2 separate regions of the Sus scrofa genome follow, and region 2 is linked to region 1. A link is a contact called in public Hi-C data. All regions are on one chromosome and are shown on one strand. The core of a region is the stretch at or near the end of the contact, and the rest is flanking DNA. Distances in the headings are between cores, read along the strand shown. Region 1 has its middle 200 kb from the start of GLI2. Region 2 has its middle 130 kb from the start of INHBB.

Evidence for each region. Hi-C and Micro-C count contacts between places; a contact is called where the count stands out from the background.
Region 2: a contact with region 1 is called in a Hi-C map of liver, with 1.6 times the contacts expected there. The contact joins two enhancer-like sites. A contact is called at or near these places in 1 of 5 promoter capture datasets (liver), 5 of 47 Hi-C or Micro-C datasets (liver, mesenteric adipose tissue, retroperitoneal adipose tissue and 1 more) and 1 of 2 datasets of contacts at active chromatin or transcription factors (skeletal muscle).

Annotation. Positions count from the first base shown.
Region 1 is chr15:30,778,185-30,781,842 of Sscrofa11.1, reverse strand. No RefSeq gene overlaps it. Among named protein-coding and RNA genes, the nearest start is that of GLI2, 200 kb to the right of the region's middle. Within about 2 kb of position 1,937, at least 7 of the 83 cell types and tissues checked have an H3K27ac peak or open chromatin away from gene starts, as enhancers often do. A contact at or near this core is called in liver, retroperitoneal adipose tissue and skeletal muscle, where this site is marked.
Region 2 is chr15:30,869,182-30,872,839 of Sscrofa11.1, reverse strand. No RefSeq gene overlaps it. Among named protein-coding and RNA genes, the nearest start is that of INHBB, 130 kb to the left of the region's middle. Within about 2 kb of position 1,894, at least 32 of the 83 cell types and tissues checked have an H3K27ac peak or open chromatin away from gene starts, as enhancers often do. A contact at or near this core is called in liver, retroperitoneal adipose tissue and skeletal muscle, where this site is marked.

The DNA.
Region 1 (3,658 bases), core at 688-3,187:
CAGGTCAAGAGAACAGGAAAGTGGTGTGAATTGCTTCTGCTGTAAATGTTGGCGCAGACTCGCAGATCTGCACACATCAGCCGCCCTTGCTGGGAGGCTGGGTGACTTCCCTCACTGCGGCCACAGCAGATGACACCCTACAGAGCAAGGGCTCCTCCAAGCACAGACAGGGTCAGGGCAAAATATCACCTGAAGGACACACATAAAAGGGACCTGCTGTTCAAAGGCAGCTATGGATGTGACCTTGAGCCTAGCGTGAGATCCAAAGTCTCAGGCAACAGGGATGGAGAGAGCTGAGGCAGACCAGGCTGTTGCAGGGCTGAGGGGAGGCCTTCTGGAAGAGGCCAGCCAGCAGGGCTGGGGTTCTGTGAGTGCCTGGGGAAAGAGCCACAGGAGGAAGGAAGGGGATGCTGTGAGCCCAGATGTGGCGGCAAGTCGGCCAGGGTGTGTCTGGGAGACATCAGCACACATGTATCATTCCAGGAGGCTGTTTCATGGTCCCCTGTGACCTCTGTGGGCCTGGCTCTGGGAGCCACTGAATGAGATACAGCCCTGGCCATCAGGGAGCTCATAGCCCAGCCAGGGAGACAGGTTATCCCAGTGGTTCTGAAACTTGTATGTTGGAATTCCCTGGTGGTTCAGTGGATTAAGGATGCGGTGTTGTCACTGCTGTAGCTCTGGTTAGCACTGTGTGTAGATTTGATCCCTGACCCAGGAACTTCCACATGCTTGGGGTACAGCTCCCCAAAACACTTGTGTGTTCATCAGAACCTCCCACTACTGGAGGGGTGGTTAAAATGCAGATTTCTGAGCTCTGTCCTCAGAGTTTCTGCTTCAGTAGGTCTGGTGGGGGCGGGGGCAGGGAGGAGGGCTGAGAATTTGTGTTTCTAGCAAGTTCCCAGGTGATGTTGCAGGATGCATGGTCTACTGCATGTAGAAACAAAGACAGCATTGCCAATAGAGAGAGCAGAGGGCAGAGGAGGAACTTCCGCTGGAAAGACATACAAAAGAAGAAGAGTAGGGGGTGAAGGGGCATGGAACCCAGGTAGACCCCACCAGTGGGAGGTGAGTGTGGAAGGCTGATGGCCGGCCTGCCATCGGCCTGGACCCAGCTGCAGAGGAGGCACTTCTCCTGGAAGCACTGAAGACCTCTCGGCTGAGAAAGGTGGTCCTGAGATGCTAGATGATCAGAGGAGGGGGGGGGGCCAAAGCTGATGATGGAAATTCAAGGAGCAAAACATTTCTCCAAGGAAATGACCTCACTTCACCCACCTGGCAGCCCTGTGGCTCTGGTCCAACTTTTTGTTTTTCTTTCTAGAGCCTCCCCTGCGGCACATGGAAGTTCCCAGGCTAGGGGTCGAATCAGAGCTACAGCCGCAGGCCTACACCACAGCCACAGCAACGCCAGACCTGAGCCGCATCTGCGACCTACACCGCAGCTCACGGCAACGCCAGATCCTTAACCCACCGAGCGAGGCCAGGGCTTGAAGCTGAGTCCTCATGGTTACTAGTTGGGTTGGTTACTGCTGAGCCACAATGGGAACTCCAACTTTTTTTTTAGCCGTCCACCTGGCCTGCCTAGTCCAGAAAAGGAAACTGAGGCTCAGGGGTGTGAATGCCTCACTGTAGCGGATGGCAAAGGCAGGTGCAGCCCTGGCTAGATCACCTGGAGTTAATTCCGTGACAACTGCCTCCTCGAGGTCCAGAGTCAGGCAACTCTTTCCCTGTTTCCATTAAACAGACGTCTCCGCCGTGTTCGCACTGTGAATAATAGCAGGAAGTCAATCTGGCCCCGTCATGTGAGAAAGGTCATCATTCCATGTCAGGAAATCCTGCTGCTGAGAGTCCCCTGGGAATGTTAACTTCCTACTCTGAGCACCTCCGCCCCCGGCATCCTGACCTTCTGCACAGTTGGCTTCTGTGGCTCAGAAATGCTGGGCCCTTGGCCAGAGTCTGACCTTCGCCCTCTGGTAGCAAAGAGTCCCTTCCACGTAGCATCCCCTGGGGAGGAGGAAGCAAAGAGGGGCCGCTGGGAGCACTCCGGCCTGCCTACTGCTCGACTCTGCCCTCCAGGTGGGTGCTGGGCCATGGCTGGGGAGGAAGGAGGGTGCCGGATGCTTAGACCCACTCCCTCCAGGGCGAGAGGCACCCAGGACGGTGTCCCATCCTCTCAGGACTCTACTTCCTTGCCTATAAATGAAGCAGCCAAGTGAAGTGAGGTTTACATGAGCGAACCAGCGCATGGTAGGTTCTAACTAACCTGCCTGGGGGGGTTCTGCTCTCCTCTGGGGGAGGGGGTGTCAGGAGAAAAAGGAAACACACATAGGTCAGACCCCTGAGGACTCAGGAACTGAAGAATCAAACCCCTTGGCCACGCCCCTCTTGGAGAGAACCCCAGCTCTGCCCACGCAGACAGCTGATGCTGCTGACTTAGTGGTTCATTCGTTGGCATTTTCCCCCATTGAGTGATCTGATTTTATTTATTTATTTATTTATTTATTTATTTTTGTCTTTTGTCTTTTTTTTTTAGGGCCACACCTGCGGCACATGGAGGTTCCCAGGCTAGGGGTCTAATCAGAGCTATAGCTGCTGGCCTACACCACAGCCACAGCAATGCAGGATACAGGCCACATCTGTGAACTACACCACAGCTCATAGCAATGCCAGATCCTTAACCCACTGAGTGAGGCCAGGGGTTGAACCCCCAACCTCATGGTTCCTCGTCGGATTTGTCTCGCTGCTCCACGATGGGAATTCCTCTGAGTGATCTTATTTTATAACATGTATGATGCATATTCATTTTCATTCTTAATTACCTCCCTTCTTCCATCAAACAGCTCTGCAGGCTGGGCTGTGGCATTCTTCCTCCAATTATCCATCCCCTCAACAGACAGGACAAGAGCATCCTTGAAGTGCCAGGCCTGGGGAGGTACCGGAACCACAGACACAGTCCTGTCCCCCAGGGATTCTGCATCTGTCAGGAAGGCTAACTCTGATAATCAAATCATACAATTAATTAACTAATTACAATAGGAGTAAGAGCTTCAGCAAAACTCCAACAAGGGACCCATTTGAGTTTGGGTCCATGAACACCTTGAGAAGGTGACCTTTGAGCTGGGAGCTGGTAGGGGCTTCTCTCTCTAGTTTGCCGCAGTCCTCACCTGACCCTTTTACCCTCCACCAGTCAATATATTGCCCTCCTGATCCTTCTCTATACTGGGTTTGCAGCTTCTGCTTCATCATTGTGATCTTCTTGCTGAAACTGTCCTTTGTTTATGGTGCCAACCTGAACTTGGCCTCTAAGTGGTGTCTGTCCTTGAAGGCTGGCATCTCCCTCCCAGACCATAATCTCTGCCTTCTGAAGGTTCAGCAGCTGCTTCAGAAGCTCTGCCAGGTTTGGGAATCTCTACCACAGAGATCTCACCCACCTCTTCTTGTTCCCCAGCACATCTGACCGGTAGTTCGCTGTCAGGGGTGAGGCACTGAGATGAGGAGACACAGCTCTCACCTCCCGGAACTCACAGCCACGCAGGAACTGTAACGTGACCTGGTGGTGGATGGCACACTGGAACAGGTGATCCCTGAGCTGAGTCTGAAAGAGTGAAAAGCGAACAGGGGCAGTGTTCCAGCCAAGGAGATCAGTGAGTACGGAGGCTCG
Region 2 (3,658 bases), core at 645-3,144, 91 kb before region 1:
GGGAAGAAGGGACCACAGTCTCTGGAGAGGCCATGGGATTTTCTGGAGGTGAGGAGATATGCATGGGGTCTAGAAGCACCAATTAGAAATTCCCACTAGACAAGGTGGAGGAGTGGCCCCAGGTGAGGAAAGACATCTGCAAGGACACTTGAGAAGTGATATTAGTAAAATCGGAGGCACCCCTAGGGTCTGTCCACCCACACATCCCCAGAAAATTTTTTTTTTTTTTTGCTTTTTTTTTTTTAGGGCTGCACCCACGGCATATGGAGGTTCCCAGACTAGGGGTCTAATGGGACCTGCAGCTGCCGGCCCTACACCACAGCCACAGCAAAGCAAGATCTGAGCTGTGTCTGCAACCTACACCACAGCTCATGGCAATGCTGGGTCCTTAACCTACTGAGAAAGGCCAGGGATCAAACCCACAACCTCAAGGTTCCTAGTCAGATTCGTTTCTGCTGTGCCACACAGGAACTCCCCCAGAAATTTTTGTATTTAAAAGAACCATTGAAAATAAAATCATACTTCTAGAATCAGTGAGTAACATGAATAATAAAAAATGAAAAAACACTGGAAATAAAATCCTTGCATTTGTGAAATTATCAAAGATTAATAAAAACACGAACTCGATGCTGGTGATGGTGTGGTGAAATCAACAATGCTCACACACTGTTGATGAGGGGGGATTGGTATCGACCTTTAGACAAGCGACTTGAACAATATTCTCAAAAAATGTGTTGGTCTTTCAACTTAACTTTTAGAAACACAGCCTCAAGAAACGATAAATAAAAGCAGACAGAAAACTTTGTGCAAGACAGATGATTTATTAAGCTATAAATTTGCATTTTCTCTCTTGTTGTTTTTCCCTCTCCATGTCCCAGATTTGTAGCCAGACCCCTTTGTACTTCCTAGTTCCAAGGGCATTTGTAGAACCCAAACAAAACTGCTCGTAGGCAATATCTTTTTCTGTCTTTTGTGAAAAGGGAATATTGAGAAAGAAAATATGCAAGCGGTCCCAATAAAGGGTGGAAAGAGAGCTGTGAAAAGGCAGGAGGAAGGGGCCCTAAATCCCAGAGGTGGGACCTGAGCTTTCTCCACAGCAGCACACCAGGACATGGCATAATATTTTAAAGCTCTCTGTCCAGGGAAACTGGGGTCATAGCCACACCTCAGGTCCTGGCACTCAGCCAGAGATACCAAGGAACATGCCCCCTGCGAGGGAAGTTATGTCTGGAGCACCCCCCTGCCCCATGTCCAGCAGACTGTACAAACCCCAGGGCCTTTGCACAGCCTAGGACACAGTTCTGAAAACAACTGAGATTGATTTTCCTGACCAGGTGTCCAGGAAAGGAAACTTTAAATGTGAACATTCTCACATATCTCCATTCACCAGGGAAAAGGCTTTTTAAAGGCCATTGAGTACAAAGTGATGATCTTGGTTTGACTTTTTTTAAAACCAGCAGTTAAATATTTTCCATAGGAAGATACTAAAGTCCCCTGTCCTGCGTTGCCTGGGCTCCAAGCACACATGTTTATCATTGCACTGACCCTGCAGGGAGGGGTCGTTTTCTATATTTAGTGCTCTCTGTTCTTCGAGGTTCTCAGATCCAGGGGACTCTCAGGACGTTGCCTTATTTACCTCCATACCCTGGCGCCTTGCACAATGCCTGGGAAACACTCGGGGAATTCACATAGATATGAATGAATGAATGAACTCTCAGGTATCTGGGGTCTGAGATCAAGGGCCCGGTCTCTGTCGTTTTCACACAGCTGTTCCTGGCAGCCCTTAGGGCTGTGCCCTCTGCGGATGGAATTAACTGCCAGCCCATACTTGGGCGTGTAAACAGCTCTCCTCCAGGCCAGGCCCGACTGGCTGCCTCGAGGGCAGCTTGCACAATCCTGCGGGCTGTTGTGATTCTCATTTTTGGGCTATGGAGTCATCTCTGCCGTGGGCCTCTCCCTTCTTGCCCTGGATTGTCTCTTGGCAACATAAACGGAACTGTGTGTCTGTTGTCAGTGGGAAGAAATTCAGACCCCCACCCCACCCCCTCCAGGAAGCCCATCCTGATTTCCTAGACCCGCCCAAGGTCCCAAAGAGGTGGGAGCGGAAAGGGAGCTTGGGTCACCCAGCTCAGCCCCTCCACTGACAGAGGAAGGACCTGAGGCCTTAAGAGGTGGGAACACCTAGCCCCCTGCCAGAGTGGCTGGGCTTGGCAGGAGTGGAGTGTCCTGGGATGGTGGCTGCTTTTGGAACCAGCCCAACAGGACTGCAAATTCCTTCCTGCGCGGCCACCATCCAGCCGTGTGAACTTGGACCAGGGCCGTGTCCTTCCTGAGTCCCAGTTCTTCTCTCTGCATTGCGCTGCTTGCAGATTAATGTGCAGACTTAAAAAGATGCTGTGTGTAATGCATCAGCACAGTGCCTGGCTGTGACCAGGCCTCCTATCTCCTGCTCCTCCCGTGCATTTTTTTCCAGCGCCTTCCCACTCAGGAGGCCTCACCATTCCTTCAGGTCTGAGTACGAGGTGCCCGGCTTCATTCTGGACCTCTGCTGCAGGGGAATTCTTTTTACTTGTTTTTTAAATATATTTTTAGGGCTGCACCTGTGGCATATGGAAGTTCCCAGGCTAGGGGTCGAATCGATGCTGCAGCTGCCGGGCTATACCAGAGCCACAGCGACCAGGGATCCAAGCTGAGTCTGCAACCTGCACCCCAGCTCATGGCAATGCCAGATCCTTAATCCACTGAGCAGGGCCAGGGATTGAACCTTCATCCTCATGGATACTAGTCGGGTTTGATATCACTAAGCCACAACTCCAAAACCAGAAGCATGTTTTTTTTTTTTCTTTTTCTTTTTTGGCCACCCCACACATACAGAGTTCCTGGGCCAGGAATCAGATCCGAGCCGTAGTTGAGACCTAAGCCACAGCTGCGGCAATGCCGGATGCTTAACGCACTGTGCTGGGCCAGGATCGAACCAGCATCTCTGTGCTCCCAAGACGCCACCGATTCTATTGCGCCAAAGTGGAAACTCCTACAGGGAAATTCTGACAGGCTGTTCAGCTGTGATCCGTAGTACCTGCCTACTTCCTCTCACTTTTTTTTTTTTCCTGTCCCCACCCACCTCTTGGTTTTGCCAAATTCATTCATATTTTCCTTTCTCCCTCTCTTCCTGAAAACTTCCCTAGAAACCCCCCCCCCCAACACACACATCTCTTCCAGGCACCCACTGGGCAGAGACGCCCACAGCCAGAGCCTGCCTTTAAAGGGCTCATCCACTGCTTGGGAGGCTGGGTGGACATTGACGACCGAGGAGGGCTGAATTGCAGAGATCTTGCTGTGTGTCCACAAAACCCTGGGTTGTAGCTCTTGTTTCTGGAACTCAGTGGGAAGAAGAAGAATGGTTACAGATAGCCAGGTCCTCATTCCCCGAATCTGGGGTTGTTACCTTATGCGACAAAAGGATGTGACTGAGGTCAGGGCTTTGAGATGATCCAAGTGGACACAAGGTTCCTTTATAAGTGGGAGGAAGGAAGCCAAGGTCCTTCTGCTGGTTTGGAGGATAGAAGGAAGGGGCCATCAATCAACTGAGGAAGGTTGGTGCCCTGAGCCTTTGAAAGGAACCAGCCCAGAGAGTTCCCTGGTGGCCTAGTGGTTTAAG